Linked DNA regions of Mus musculus: region 2 is linked to region 1. Evidence: chromatin contacts called from public Hi-C data. All regions are on one chromosome and are shown on one strand. Each heading gives the region's core, a stretch centred on a gene start, on an enhancer-like site or on the middle of the called end of the contact. The rest is flanking DNA. Distances are from core to core; before and after follow the strand shown.

What was found. Hi-C and Micro-C count contacts between places; a contact is called where the count stands out from the background.
Region 2: a contact with region 1 is called in a Hi-C map of cortical neurons, with 4 times the contacts expected there. The contact joins the promoter of Unc5d here to the enhancer-like site in region 1. A contact is called at or near these places in 1 of 39 promoter capture datasets (hippocampal neurons), 3 of 484 Hi-C or Micro-C datasets (cerebral cortex and cortical neurons) and 1 of 9 other capture datasets (pancreatic islet).

Annotation. Positions count from the first base shown.
Region 1 is chr8:28,878,094-28,884,627 of GRCm38.p6, forward strand. The region is part of intron 2 of Unc5d (unc-5 netrin receptor D); the gene reads right to left. Among named protein-coding and RNA genes, the nearest start is that of Gm32505, 180 kb to the left of the region's middle. Within about 2 kb of position 2,783, at least 22 of the 459 cell types and tissues checked have an H3K27ac peak or open chromatin away from gene starts, as enhancers often do. A contact at or near this core is called in cerebral cortex, cortical neurons and hippocampal neurons, where this site is marked.
Region 2 is chr8:29,215,572-29,222,105 of GRCm38.p6, forward strand. It overlaps Unc5d (unc-5 netrin receptor D), which reads right to left and starts at 4,065. Exons shown (of 18, transcript NM_153135.3): 1 at 3,671-4,065. The coding sequence starts at 3,767.

The DNA of each region.
Region 1 (6,534 bases), core at 1,533-4,032:
TCAATGGAGCCGACTGTATATTCCTGCTCCCTATGGCACAATTCACAGTAGCTACCCTGAAATTAGCCTATGGATCCACCACCAGATGAATGGATAAAGAACATGTGCTATAGATTCACAATTGATTATTACCTGACCACTAAGGAAAAAAAAAACCATGCTATTTATTTATGAGATAATGGATGGAACTGGAGATCATCCTATGAAATGAGCTGCCAAACACAACAAATATAAATAGCAAAGTAGAAGGGGGATCCCATGGTGTCAGGGGAGGAAACAGAGGATGGAAGCTGAAAACGCAGAGGTGTGCGGGTGTGACCAAATCGCACCATACGTGTCTACAAAAAATGTCATGAAACCCCGTTATTTTGTACAAATATATATCTAATATTTTTAAAAGATCTACTATTTATTTTAGGTATATGAATATGCTGTCACTAACACAAAAGAAGAGGACTTTAGATCTCATGGCAGATAGTTGTGGGCCACCATGTTCTTGCTGGGAATTGAATTTAGGACCTCTAGAAGAGTTGCCAGTTCTGAGCCACCGCTCCAGCCCCTATATCTAACATTTTAGATATGATAAACTTGAAAGGTAAAAAGGTGGTCAAACCACCCTTTGGTTCTCATTCTATCCACCTTGTGAATCTATCTAATCCACCTCAGAATGTCTAAGAGCAGTCACATATCCAAGTCAGAAAACAGGGAGCACACACATTCATACCACCAATTTGCATTCCCCCTACCATAAGGACACCCAGAATTTATTTTAATCAATTGTGGTCAGACCTGCAGACATACAAATGGCTGGCATGAAGGATGAAATTTACATAGCTAGCAAGAAACTGGCCCAGCCTGCCACATTTGGCCACACAGGAAAGCAGAAAGCACCAGGGCAAAAAGAAGGCAGAAAGGAGAGGGAAAGGGAACAAGAATATTTCTGCTATTTCTGCTTTATTCCCATGAAAGGGATTATAAAGGAATAGCAATAAAACCCAGAATTGGCTAATTTGAGTAATGTCATATAATGGCTACCTATTTGGTCCTGGGGTTAGGAGAGGGAATGGTGGCTTGGAGTATTGGAGCTGTATCAAGGATGTGCATAGAGTCTGGGTTAGTTTGTATATGCAGCAATGATCATCAGAGCACTCCCCACAAGATCAACAGGCCTTAAACCTGTTTGACTAATCTACACAGAGACCTTTACAGGATACTTTGGCAAGAACAAAGAGAAAGCAAGTCCCTAAAACATGGAAAGAACTTATCTTGCTCTGTTTCTGGAATTCTTTTTGACATCCCATCCAGGATGGAGAGGAAGAGCCTCAAGTCATGAATTCAACATCAGGATGGCTCAGCTACTGGTCCATTTCAGAGGTTCTTCAAGGGGTCACAAAGCAAAGCCAACACAAATGGGCTTCTTCTGAACACGGTGTGGCCTCCTAATCAGCATGATCAAGGCAGCAGATCACGAATGGCATTGTCACACACACACACACACACACACACACACACACAAATGTATATTAATTGCTTGATGACTCCTTCAAACGTGAGGGCTTCAGTTAGTCAGACCATCATGTCTAAGAAAATCCTTACAACACAATACATTCTTTATATTTCTTGTGTTTTACTTAGCATAAGAAGATAATGCTGCTTTAATAAGGTGTCTTTCTTAAAAAGTAGGGCATTCTTTATCAAATCTTCAGTTCTTTTGTGAATATATATATATATATATATATATATATATATATATATATATACATAGGCAATAACTATGCACATATGTGGATTTGGAAAACATTTAAGCAAAGCCTCTCTATTTAAGGTAACTGCTCCTATCATCTCCACTAAAGTTCACCCATCTGTATTGCAAGCAGACACAGCTATATACTTTTCTATCTCCAGAGATGTCAGCTAACTTGATTGCAGGAAACGTTACAGTGGTACAAATAAAACTAATAAAACATTGTATCTCATGAAGAAGAGAGGCATTGTACCCAATAACTTGCACAACTCTAATAAACAGGGGAAAGCCCACACCTTTAAATGATCATGCAAATTATGGGCATCAGCCTTTGCTATGGAGTAGGGTCTCACAGAATATAAAAATATAACTACGGTACTGATATGCTAATAAGCTTTCTAGGTTCTGGGATGGTTTAGTTGTGGATAGACTAACATTGGCAGCAGATGAATAATCACTCTGCATGTTCTAAGCATAACAGAGCAGCACAGAACTTCATCATTTGTCAGCTTTATTTGTTTAAATGAGAAAAACGCTGACAGCAGTTACTGCTGTAATCCCCTTATTTATCAGATAGAAAACACTAGTTACTTTTAGCAGGTTTAATCCTGTAGGGAGGCGAAAAGTTAGAGCATTTTCCAACTAATTGAAGGTAGATGTTTCACAAGTCAAGGCAGAGAAATGCACAAGTGAAGAGGGGGTGGGGTGGGGGAGACAGTGAAGAGAAAAGAATTAAAATGAATTATATCTGGCAAAAATTCAATAAAAGGGCTACACAGTCTCAGTGTAAGATCCTAACTTGGTGCATAGAGCATAAAAGATCCCAGAGTAGTATTTAACATTCAGAGCCATGCCAATGACAGCCTGGTGCCTACTAACAGCTGTCCTCCTGCCTTTTATCTACAGCTCATTATCACACCAGCACAAAGCCCATCACTAGCATCCTGCCTGGTTATTGTTGCAGCCAGTTCTTGGATGCACCTGGTGATGGGTGCTCAGGGAGGGATTAGACACAGTTCCCACGCGCTCACCACCCCCACAGCTTCCCTCCTCTCAGCTGAAGTTCTCTCGGGTAGGATGCTCAGCTTCTCACACAGAATAAGCAGACCTCAGCAGAAAGCTAGAATCCTTCTTTGTCCTTAAACATGTTTTGCTTTTTTACAAACCATATGCAAGTGGCCATTGCCTAGAGAGCTTAGTTGGAGGGGCATTGTTGCTTTTTTATGGGAAACTCTGGGTCTGTTTTCTTGTTCTATTTTGTTTTTCCAGTCATATTCCACACAGTCCTGATTTATTTTCTAGGATATGATGTGTCATAATTATATGGGTACTAACCAAGTGAATCATTACTTAGCTTCCTGTAAGGGGGGAAAAATCCACAAGACCATAGGAATTTCATGAGTATCAGCACCATGGTCAGCTCTAAGAGGGATGGGAGGAACCCAGGACTTCTGGCATCCATGGGCTTTCTACTGACCCTCAAAGCCCATAGAGTGCTTTTTGGATAGCTGTTGCTCTGAGGTGGCCTCACCATCTCCCTCCACCTGCTGAGCAGCCGGTAAATCGCCCACTCTCCTGGAAGAACTGCCTTCATTGCTTAGATAGGGCAACACTTCCTATTGACCTCTGATGGTTCCCAGATTAGACTCTACAACTGTGCATGAGCAATAGAAAGCTTTCCCATATTTTGAATAATCACTTATTATCATTTTTAATTGTTATTATGGTGTTTTTAAGAAACGAATCAAAGACATCATAAAGTTGGTGACAGATACTGAGTTGAAAAACAAATGTATGGAGGTTCTCATCCATGTCTACTTCTGTGACAAGTGCCAAGAGCATCGTCACAAGCAACCTATAAAGACTGCTGTCATCATTGTGCTACCAGGTAAAAGGAGAACATACTTCAAGTTGTCCTACCAATTCGGCAACATCTTCTATGAAAGCAGAACTACAGAATATTGTAAGATTACACAAAATGGACTTATCAACGTTGGAAAGAGAAAAGGCTTCTTAAGGGTCTGGGTACTATTCTCCCTCAGTGTTGAAGGTTTCAAGGATATTCATTGTGAAACTTAGTTTATATGACAGGGCTCTCTTGCTCACTAATAACACACAGATTCCCCGTGTTTCTGAAATTACAAACCTCTGGAAGAAATGTCATAAAAATCTAATCCTATATTGTGGGTGAACTTAGCTGTCTTCAGACGAGCATGCTACTGAAAATAATAAATTGAATATAGGTAATTAAAAGGTGGAACCATATTTCATTTTAATGGCAGATGACTAATTAGGGCTAAATGTCTTTTGCCTCCTTATCCTAGCAACAAGATTAAAATATATTCTGACAAAAAAAAAAAAAAAGAAAGAAAGAAAGAAAAAGTCCTCATCCTTTGAATGTGTATGTGCACTACGCTTAATGAACGAACGCTCTTTAGTTTCCCCAGGATAATAAGCACTTCACACATTCTGCAGAAGTATCACAAGTTCAGACTTAAGTACAGAAATGAAGAATACACCCAAGCTCTCCAGTCTCTGCCACACTAGAGATTAGAATTAATCAGCTCAGAGGTGTCTGGCAGAGGCAAGCAAATTAACTTGAGAGTGTTGTCTGATAACAGCAAGAAGAAGAAACTTCAGAGACAGAAATGGATATGGTGAGGTCACTTAGAGGACACCATTTCATACACGACTCACTTTTAAGCCATATTTCATTGAGGCAAATAGGATCATGATTTCCAATTCTGTACCCGAGTCAATGATTTTCTCTTCCTATATCATGAAAACTATCTCTTTGCAGCCTAAGTTCATAATGTATGTTGTTTGCCATGTGTTATTTGATATGTTAAATGAATATGGCATAAAAGAACCACATGCAAGTAATAAAATCTTATTCAGTAAATTCAAATAATTAATGATGTATCTTTTCTCTTTTTGGAATTATGAATGTGAGGTCGTAAATTTTTGAATCAAGTTTTTTTTTTTAAAGTTTTAGAATATCAAATTTATATCATTTTAAGGATAACCTTGACAGAGTATTTGCAGGGTATAATACAGCATATGTACTAAGTTCTATAACCTTTAAGGCAATGGTGGTAGATGAATTTATTATTCCATCTTATACCAAGAAAACCTTGGAAGGAAGCTATGAGACACACCATCTAGTGGAGAAGTTTGTTAGTGGACAGCTGCATTCCAAGCACATCTAAGCATCATTGAACATTCACATCTACCTTTCTGAACATGAGCAAATTGTCACTGTTGTGTTTTACTTTGTCTGATTTCTTTATAATTCCAACTTCAAATTAAAAGCCACACAACTTAGTGTTACATGAACTGAATGGGCTGAAAATTATAAAAAAAAATCATCGCTCAAGAATTTAGAATGTGCAGGAAGGCAGAGACAGGAGGATTACAAGGTCCATGCCATCATGGATTACAGAGCGAGCTTGAGGCCAGCCTAGGGTACACAGTGAGACCCTGACCTAAGGAGTGTTTGGAAAGTGCCAGGAAGTAAGGAACTACTTCTAGCACTGTTAAAGTTAAATCGAAGGAAAATGGTGTCCAAACTTTTGCTGTTGTTGTAGGAAAGGTTAAATTAGACACCAGAGACAAGTCTTTAAGAGTCTGCTACATGTTACGGAGGGAATTCATAATGATTGTCTACAAACCCTTTTAAGAATGTGTCAGTATTCTCTAAGAAACAGCAATGAACAAGATAAAGTACAGAGCTGTGAGGAAGGGCGTTTCTATAAAAGTGGACTCTAAATGCACACAGACGTCGGCAGAAGACTCCGGAGATTGATCACTTCTGAGCTCTGTGGGCTCAAACGTATGTTTCCCTAAGGTACCTTGGCGATCTGTGAATCATCAAAGGCAACTGCACATTGATGGGTTTCCTGGAAGATACTATATTCAAATCCTCATCGCCAGGGCAGTGAAGTTGTGAGATACAAACTCAAAGATTTAAGACACTTTTATTTCTACTCTTCTGCCTTTTCTCAACACAATGCATTAACCTTTTATCCCAAGAGAAAGGTTCCAGCTGTGTAAAAAAGGAATAGCATAGAGTGGAAGGCATGAAATGATATTCTTTAGAAAGGGGGCAAAATTTGCCAAGTTTAGACTTTTTCCAGATATACTGGAATGCATAGAATTTCACCAGTTCAAGTTCAATGACTCCTGGGCCAAATATATTAAGAATGACAGATTATTGTTTAAAAAAAAGAAGAAGAAAAAAAAGCAAACTCTAGGTTATTACTGAGCAATCAAGAAGTAGTTTAGGATGGTCCATGTAGAGACTTCCATATCCAGGGATCCACCCCATAATCAGCATCCAAACGCTGACACCATTGCATACACTAGCAAGATTTTATCGAAAGGACCCAGATGTAGCTGTCTCTTGTGAGACTATGCCGGGGCCTAGCAAACACAGAAGTGGATGCTCACAGTCAGCTAATGGATGGATCACAGGGCTCCCAATGGAGGAGCTAGAGAAAGTAGCCAAGGAGCTAAAGGGATCTGCAACCCTATAGGTGGAGCAACATTATGAACTAACCAGTACCCGGGAGCTCTTGACTCTAGCTGCATATGTATCAAAAGATGGCCTAGTCGGCCATCACTGCAAAGAGAGGCCCATTGGACACGCAAACTTTATATGCCTCAGTACAGGGGAACGCCAGGGCCAAAAAGGGGGAGTGGGTGGGTAGGGGATTGGGGGTGGGTGGGTATGGGGGACTTTTGGTATAGCATTGGAAATGTAAATGAGCTAAATACCTAATAAAAAATGG
Region 2 (6,534 bases), core at 2,815-5,314, 340 kb after region 1:
ATGTTCATACATGTGGGGTGGGTCTATACTCGAAATGTCTAAAACAAAACAAAATAGCAGTAGAGACTGATATCAAATAGCTGTTATGTCCCAGGTAACAGATTCCTTCATAAATCTCCGTGTTGGCAATGTTCTAAGGTACAATATTCATGGAATGAAAACACACACACACACACACACACACACACACACACACACAAGTTTACAAGTCACCTAGGAAAGAGGAGCGAAGTGAGCCTTTCATTCCCTAGCAAGGCTGGTCTACATCCTCCTGACCGACCCTGTAAGTCTCAAAAGCCCCCAGGGAGAAGCCTTGTCATCTGGTGGGTCTCCTGACACTTCAGAGCACTACCTCAAGAGTGAGACTCATACTTGGGTCACTCACAGAGTGAGAAAGAACATGAAGAAAAGAGTTCAGGGGCCTTCACTCCTTTCCTCAGACAAGTCAAAACAATTAATGTCCCTTCAAGACTGAGATGCTGAAAAGGGATCTCTTGTGCATGAGGAGACGGTACCACAGTGCTGCTCTCTCACCAACAACACAACCTGTGAACCAGCAAAGACCTGGCAGGAAGTTAGGAGGGCTGGGAGGGAGGCGGTGCTTTGCCTTAGGTCTTGTGATCAGAATGAATGTACCTTTGAATTGCAGGAAGCATTCCCAGATCACATTACCAAAATGCCAACAGCTCTAAGATGTGGACTGAAGGGCGTGAGCATGTGTAAGACATGTGACCCTCAGTGCCTATAACTTAAGTGTTAAGCGCTATCCTTGTACCCCTCTAGTTATCAGGGGCTTATGCCAACCATCTAGCCCACTTAATGACATGATCTCTTCTGCACAGAATCTAGTGCAAATCGCAACTCCATCAGCCGCACACTCTTCTAAGAATAAAAACAAGTCAGTATGACAGGATGTGGAGTCAATTAGCACTTGGCAGGTCACAAGTAACTTTTAAGCATCCTTCGTCTAAGGTGTAAAGTGTCAAACCTACCATCATGATGGTATCAGAAGTGCTATCCTTATACTTTACCAGGAGGAATAAAACTTGCTCTCTGAAGGCAAAAGCCTTAGTAAGGTGGAAAATCGAATGACGCCCTGTGTCAGGGCTACTTCCTTTGTGCAGAGCCTTGTCCTAAGTGTGTATTTCCTCACGGAGTATATGTGAAACCAATCATTCAAAATTAAGTCCAGGTTTCTAGAGGTTTTAATAGCAGGTATTGAAGCAGAGAAAAGTTAGAGGGGAAGAAGATGGTACTAGTGTCATGGAAATGGATATCTGGTAAATATGGTAAGAATAGTGTTGCTGATCTCATAGTACTGCACCACCAAAGCAAATAGTGTAATTCTATATGGCTTGGTAACTAAGTGATGGCATGTTGGATCAAATCCACAAGAGAGCTCTTTGATGGGCTACAGTTATGGATCACTGAGAGAGTACTTGCCCGGCTTATGCCAGGCGCACTGGGTCCATGTCCCCCGCCCCCAGCACCACAAAAGGAAAAGTGCTTCAAAATACAAACTATTTAACTTGCAAATACAGAAATTACCTATAGAACCAACCAACCATACACAACACAGTGAGACTACTACAGAGGGATGCTACACAAGTCCGCAGCATCCCAGGTTTAATGCACCATACCTTGCCTAAATGATAGAACGTAATACAGAGAACGTCTGTGATTTGGAAACTTCTACTGTGTGTGCCCACCTGCCCAAAGCCAGGTGCGAGAGAATGCACTGGTTTGGTAGCCGGCTTAATGCTCATTTCTTGAAGTATCTTCCAAAGCTGCTAAAGGTGAATAGAAACCATGACAAGGGAAGCATTACTCAGATTTACTGCTCCATGTGTCTTGGGCATTTTCTATGATCTGTGCAAGGCATTTGTTGTAACTAAGCCTGCAGAGTGTACAGTATGTTTTCCAGGAGACCTTTACAGAACAGCTTGCAGACAAGAGGTGCTAGCCTTCGTTCACAGCCAGCAAAACCGCATCCAAAAGGCTGCTGGCGTGTGTCCCCACCTCTTGTTTTGAGCTGGCTTAAAGACAACTCCACAAACCAGATTCTGAGGGTCAGTATCTGGAGTCAGTCATCATGAGCGATCCCATGCTGTGACTAGAAAGTAGTAACTCGGACATTTCAGGCCTCATGTAGGAGAAAGAGAGGGGCAAAGCACCGACCCCTGGCACCCCTGCTTTCCCCCTAACAGAATAGAAAACACTCAAGAGTTGCCTGAGCAGTTAGGCAGTCTCTAGTTCCCCCGTAGTATACTAAATGGCTGAAGCCCAGGCTCCTCCAACAAGAGAAAGAAACACGCCTCACTCTAACAATCACTCGTATTTAAAGCCTTTCCTTATTTTTGAAAGCCTGCTCCATTATAAAAAGAAAAGGGGAGGGTGAAAAAGTTCAGGAAATGAAATGCAAATAGGCATAGAATAGGATCATACTGCTGAAAACCTCTATCCACCCTTTTAATTCCTCTTTCCAGGCGGTATCGCTGCTCCTAACACCGTTAGCTTCTATTAAAAAAAATGAGATTATACCGGTTCTTGGCATCTTTGTCAACCCTTCCAAAGGCCTCACAGCTACTAGCGATATGTTCAAGAGACAGAACAGAAGGAGAGGTGGTTAGCCCGGTGCCACCTCTTGCTAGACAAGCGTTAGGTAAATCATTTAATGCAATTACATATTCTAAGCCGGCTGGATGGCAAGCAGCAAAGAAGAAAGGTAAAGAAGGGCAGGGAAAGGGAAGCTTCTAGATTATTTCAAAGGTAGCCACAGCACTGGGGCTGTCTGGAACTGCCTGTGATCAGCTTCAAAACAGGTCCGTGTGGTTTATCTTTAAGTTGATGCTCTGCTGGAGTGCAGCGGATCTAGAAAAAGAGTGTGTGTATGTGTGTGTGTGTGGGGGGGGGGGGGGGGGCTCCTGAGCTTATTAGAAGCAGAGAAATCTCTGCTTCTAAATTTCCCTGCTGCTCAGTAGGGCCCGCGCTTCTAAGCTGGTATAAGCACCCGATAGGGAGAGGATGCGCCGAGAGTACAGCCTCCCTCCGGCCAACTGCTTATCCGGCTGGGCACTGCAGGCGCAGTTAAACCCCAGGGTACACACTCCCCAGAGCTCTTGCCCCCTCGCAGATTCTGTAAGGCAAAACCACTGCTGGCTTAGAGCCAAGACTAGGGTCGCCCGAGGGGCTTGGTGCAGAGCGAAGTGACCAGCTTGGATGCTTCCCCCTGAAGGGGAAAAAAAGCGCAGTCTCTATTGGAACCCACGGGCATGCCTCTTTCCCTATGCACTCTCGAACATCACCGTGGGCTCCCACCCAGGGACGAGCTCGCCCAAGAAGGAAAAGTGGAGAGGACCAAGGCGAGAGAGGATATAGGGAAGACGAGTTTTCCAGTCTGCAACAATTGAGGGGCGGAGGGTGGGGAGGGAGGTTGGAAAATCTCAGCGGGTGCAAACTCAAGGGGGGGGGGGGCCCGGTCAGAGCAACCTGTAGGATTACTGCAGATAGCAAACTTGGGTTGAAAGGCAGTGGTCCCCTGGAGCTCCTCTAACACGGTTCCCACTGAGTCGGGCTACGCGCGCGGAGAGAAGCCAGAACAACTTGGGAAACCCACGCCGAAGGTGAGAGTCCCGCTCCCCTCGCGCACCGCTGTCCACCCAGCGCTTACCTCGGGCAGCCGCAGCCCCCGCCGCCCAGAAAAAGAGTCCTAGCCATGGGAGCCACCGGCGCGCCCCGCGGCTGCCGTCTGCAGCCCCTGTCCCCATGCTCCGAGCTCCTCTCAGGATTCGCTCCTCTTCCACGCCCTGGAAGTCCGCGAGGAACGACGGCAGGGAGCCAACGCCAGTAGGTTTCCCCGGAGGTGGTGGTCTGTGGCGAGTCTCTTTTTCCCCACCGCCGCTCCCTACAGCAGCGGAACAGGGATATCAGATGGGCAGCGGGACGCAGCGCGCGCCCCCATCGCCTCCTGCGGCGCCGCCCGCCGTCCCCGCTAAGCGGCCCGCAGCCCCAGCTCCGCTCCGGGTCCGGGACTACCAAACCGAGCCTGGAGACCGCATCGCTAATGAGCCCCGGGGCCGCCTCTGCTCCACCCCTCCGAGCGGCGGCCAATGAGTCACGCCGGGGCGGGGCGATGGGCGGGGCCGGGCTCGGGAGGCGCAGGTGAGTCCGCAGCCGCCGCACGTGCGGGCACCGCCTCCCCGCTGCAGAGGCCCCCGCGCGTGCGGGATTGCAGCGCGCCCGAGCCCGGCGGCCGGAGGCGAGGATGCGCGAGCGCAAGCTGTGCCGAGCAGCCCGGCCTCTTGGAGGCGAGCGCCCAGCGGCAGAATGTGGGCGTCTGGCTTGCTAACTCTGAGTGAGACAGCGGCTTCCAGGAAACCAAGGTTTCGCTCAACTTTGAGTTCCACTTTTACCCGCAGTCCTGGGGAGGACGGGACGGGCGCTAGGGAGAAAAGAGGGTGGGGGTGGGGGGTGGGGGCAATGATAAGCTTCAACTGTGCCCAAATGTGAAAACGAAGAGGGAAATGAATCGAGGGCTTCTGGGGATGTATGGGATCAAATTTTACTTTAAGGAAGCAAAACCTTTTTTTTTTTTTTTTTTTTTTTTTAATACTTGCCGCTCTGGAATCTCAAAAGTTCTCAAAACTGCTTCACATCTGACCACTTAATGTGGTTTTGTTCATTCCAATTCAGGCCCTCGAAATTGCCTTTCTAGTAAGTAAGTAAAGTTCAAAAGGAGACCTGCTCAAAGTCTTCAGAGAAGAAAGAAAGGGAACATTTGTTTAAGCACACCACCCCTCCCTTCCCAGTCCCCTTTTATTAGATGGCTTGATCTTTACCTGATCTTGGAAGGGCCTCAAAGTTGTCTCTTTACCCCATCCGCTGGAGCAGGCAACCAGCTACAGACGACAACCCCCTTCCCCAAGACCGTTGGCTTCCTGTCCAGGTCTCCACAGTCAGACCATGGCTTTCTGTCAGAAGCTTTCAAAATGTCCCCTGTACTCAGCTGGTCAGAAATCTGGGTTCTCAATACAGATGGAAAGCTTCAATTAAAAGACAGCATTGGCAAGTGATTCCTCAATGGCTACCAAGCTCACTAGCCCACACATGCACACACACAAACAACAACAACAACAAAAATCTTGTCCAAGTGCAACCTGCTCCCAAACACCTCTGTATGGAAAAAAAAAATGGTTTGAGGTGGAGAGATTGTTGTGAAGGAGGTAATCACACTAACTTACTTGCTCCCAAAGACAAAGGGGATGATAGACAAAGATTGATTACCCGATAAACAGGTAGGCCATCCCTCTCTGCAGACACCAGGCTTGTGCACGTCAGCGGAAGGAGCTGATTTTTTCCTACAGAGCTCTTGCAGCTCAATAACAAGTTTAGGTCCTGGTGGAGAAAACCAAACCCTGGGGAACAGATACTTCAAAGCAAAGACTGATGTGGGGCCTGGCCAGGGACTTGCCTGGAAATCTCTTTAGAATCTTGGTAAATGAGGGGTTTGTCCTTTCCTTCTGAGAAGGTGAATTGAGAATTAATCTACCAAATACGCCTCACCTGTCTCCCAGAAACTACTCATTCATTGCCTGCCTTCCTGTATGGCTGAAGACTATGTGACAGTCCCCTTACAAATGAGCATTTCTGTTTAAAAAGAAAGAAAGAAAAATTTAGTTATATTTTCAATATTCTATGACCATAGTTAATTCTCTTTATTGTCCCCACAGGGAGCAAAAAATAAAGTCAGTTTATTTTGGGAATCTGAAAAATAGATAAGCTAGTTTGACATTAATAATTCTAGAAAATATGATGAATGAAATGGTGGAAAAACAAAATTACCATTGAACAAATCCTAATCTTAAGGAGTGGGTCTTCATACATGTTTTTAAAGAAGACTCTACAAAGCTGATATATTATCACTATTGGTAGGTAAGGACAATGAATTTGACTTTAGAAGAAAATTGCCCAAGGCTGATGTAAGTAAATGGTTGCGGAACATCAGGAACAAGAACCATTTTCTGTAATTCTACATCCACAGAGCTAGCCATGGGCATGTCTGTCTGGTCAGCGAGGCTTATTTAATTATGGGCTGAGCAGACGCTGTACCTTCAGTGTTACCTGAAGTGTTGCACGCCCTATATTTTACACTGCATATAAATTATGCCACACACATGAATTTCATGCATGTGTATAACTTCCACTAGTTTAAATCCTGTACAGCTGTTTATTTTTGTGTAGATAACCATATCTATTTGGACAAAACAGTTGAGTGGTTATCATTCGCGATTAGGACCTCTGTCCCAGGAGCAACAGCATGCCATGCAAGAACTGGGGCTAGTGAGATGAATCATGGGTAAAAGTGAGATGAATCATGGGTAAAACTGCTTGCAGCATAAGCTTGCCACTTGAGCTTGATCCCAAGGAACCAGGAGTGAAAGGTGAGCACCGGTTCTCGAGATGGGTTCTCTAGTATCGACAAGCATGCCTTAAACACCCTTTCATGCACATACACTCACTAGTGCGCTTGCGCAT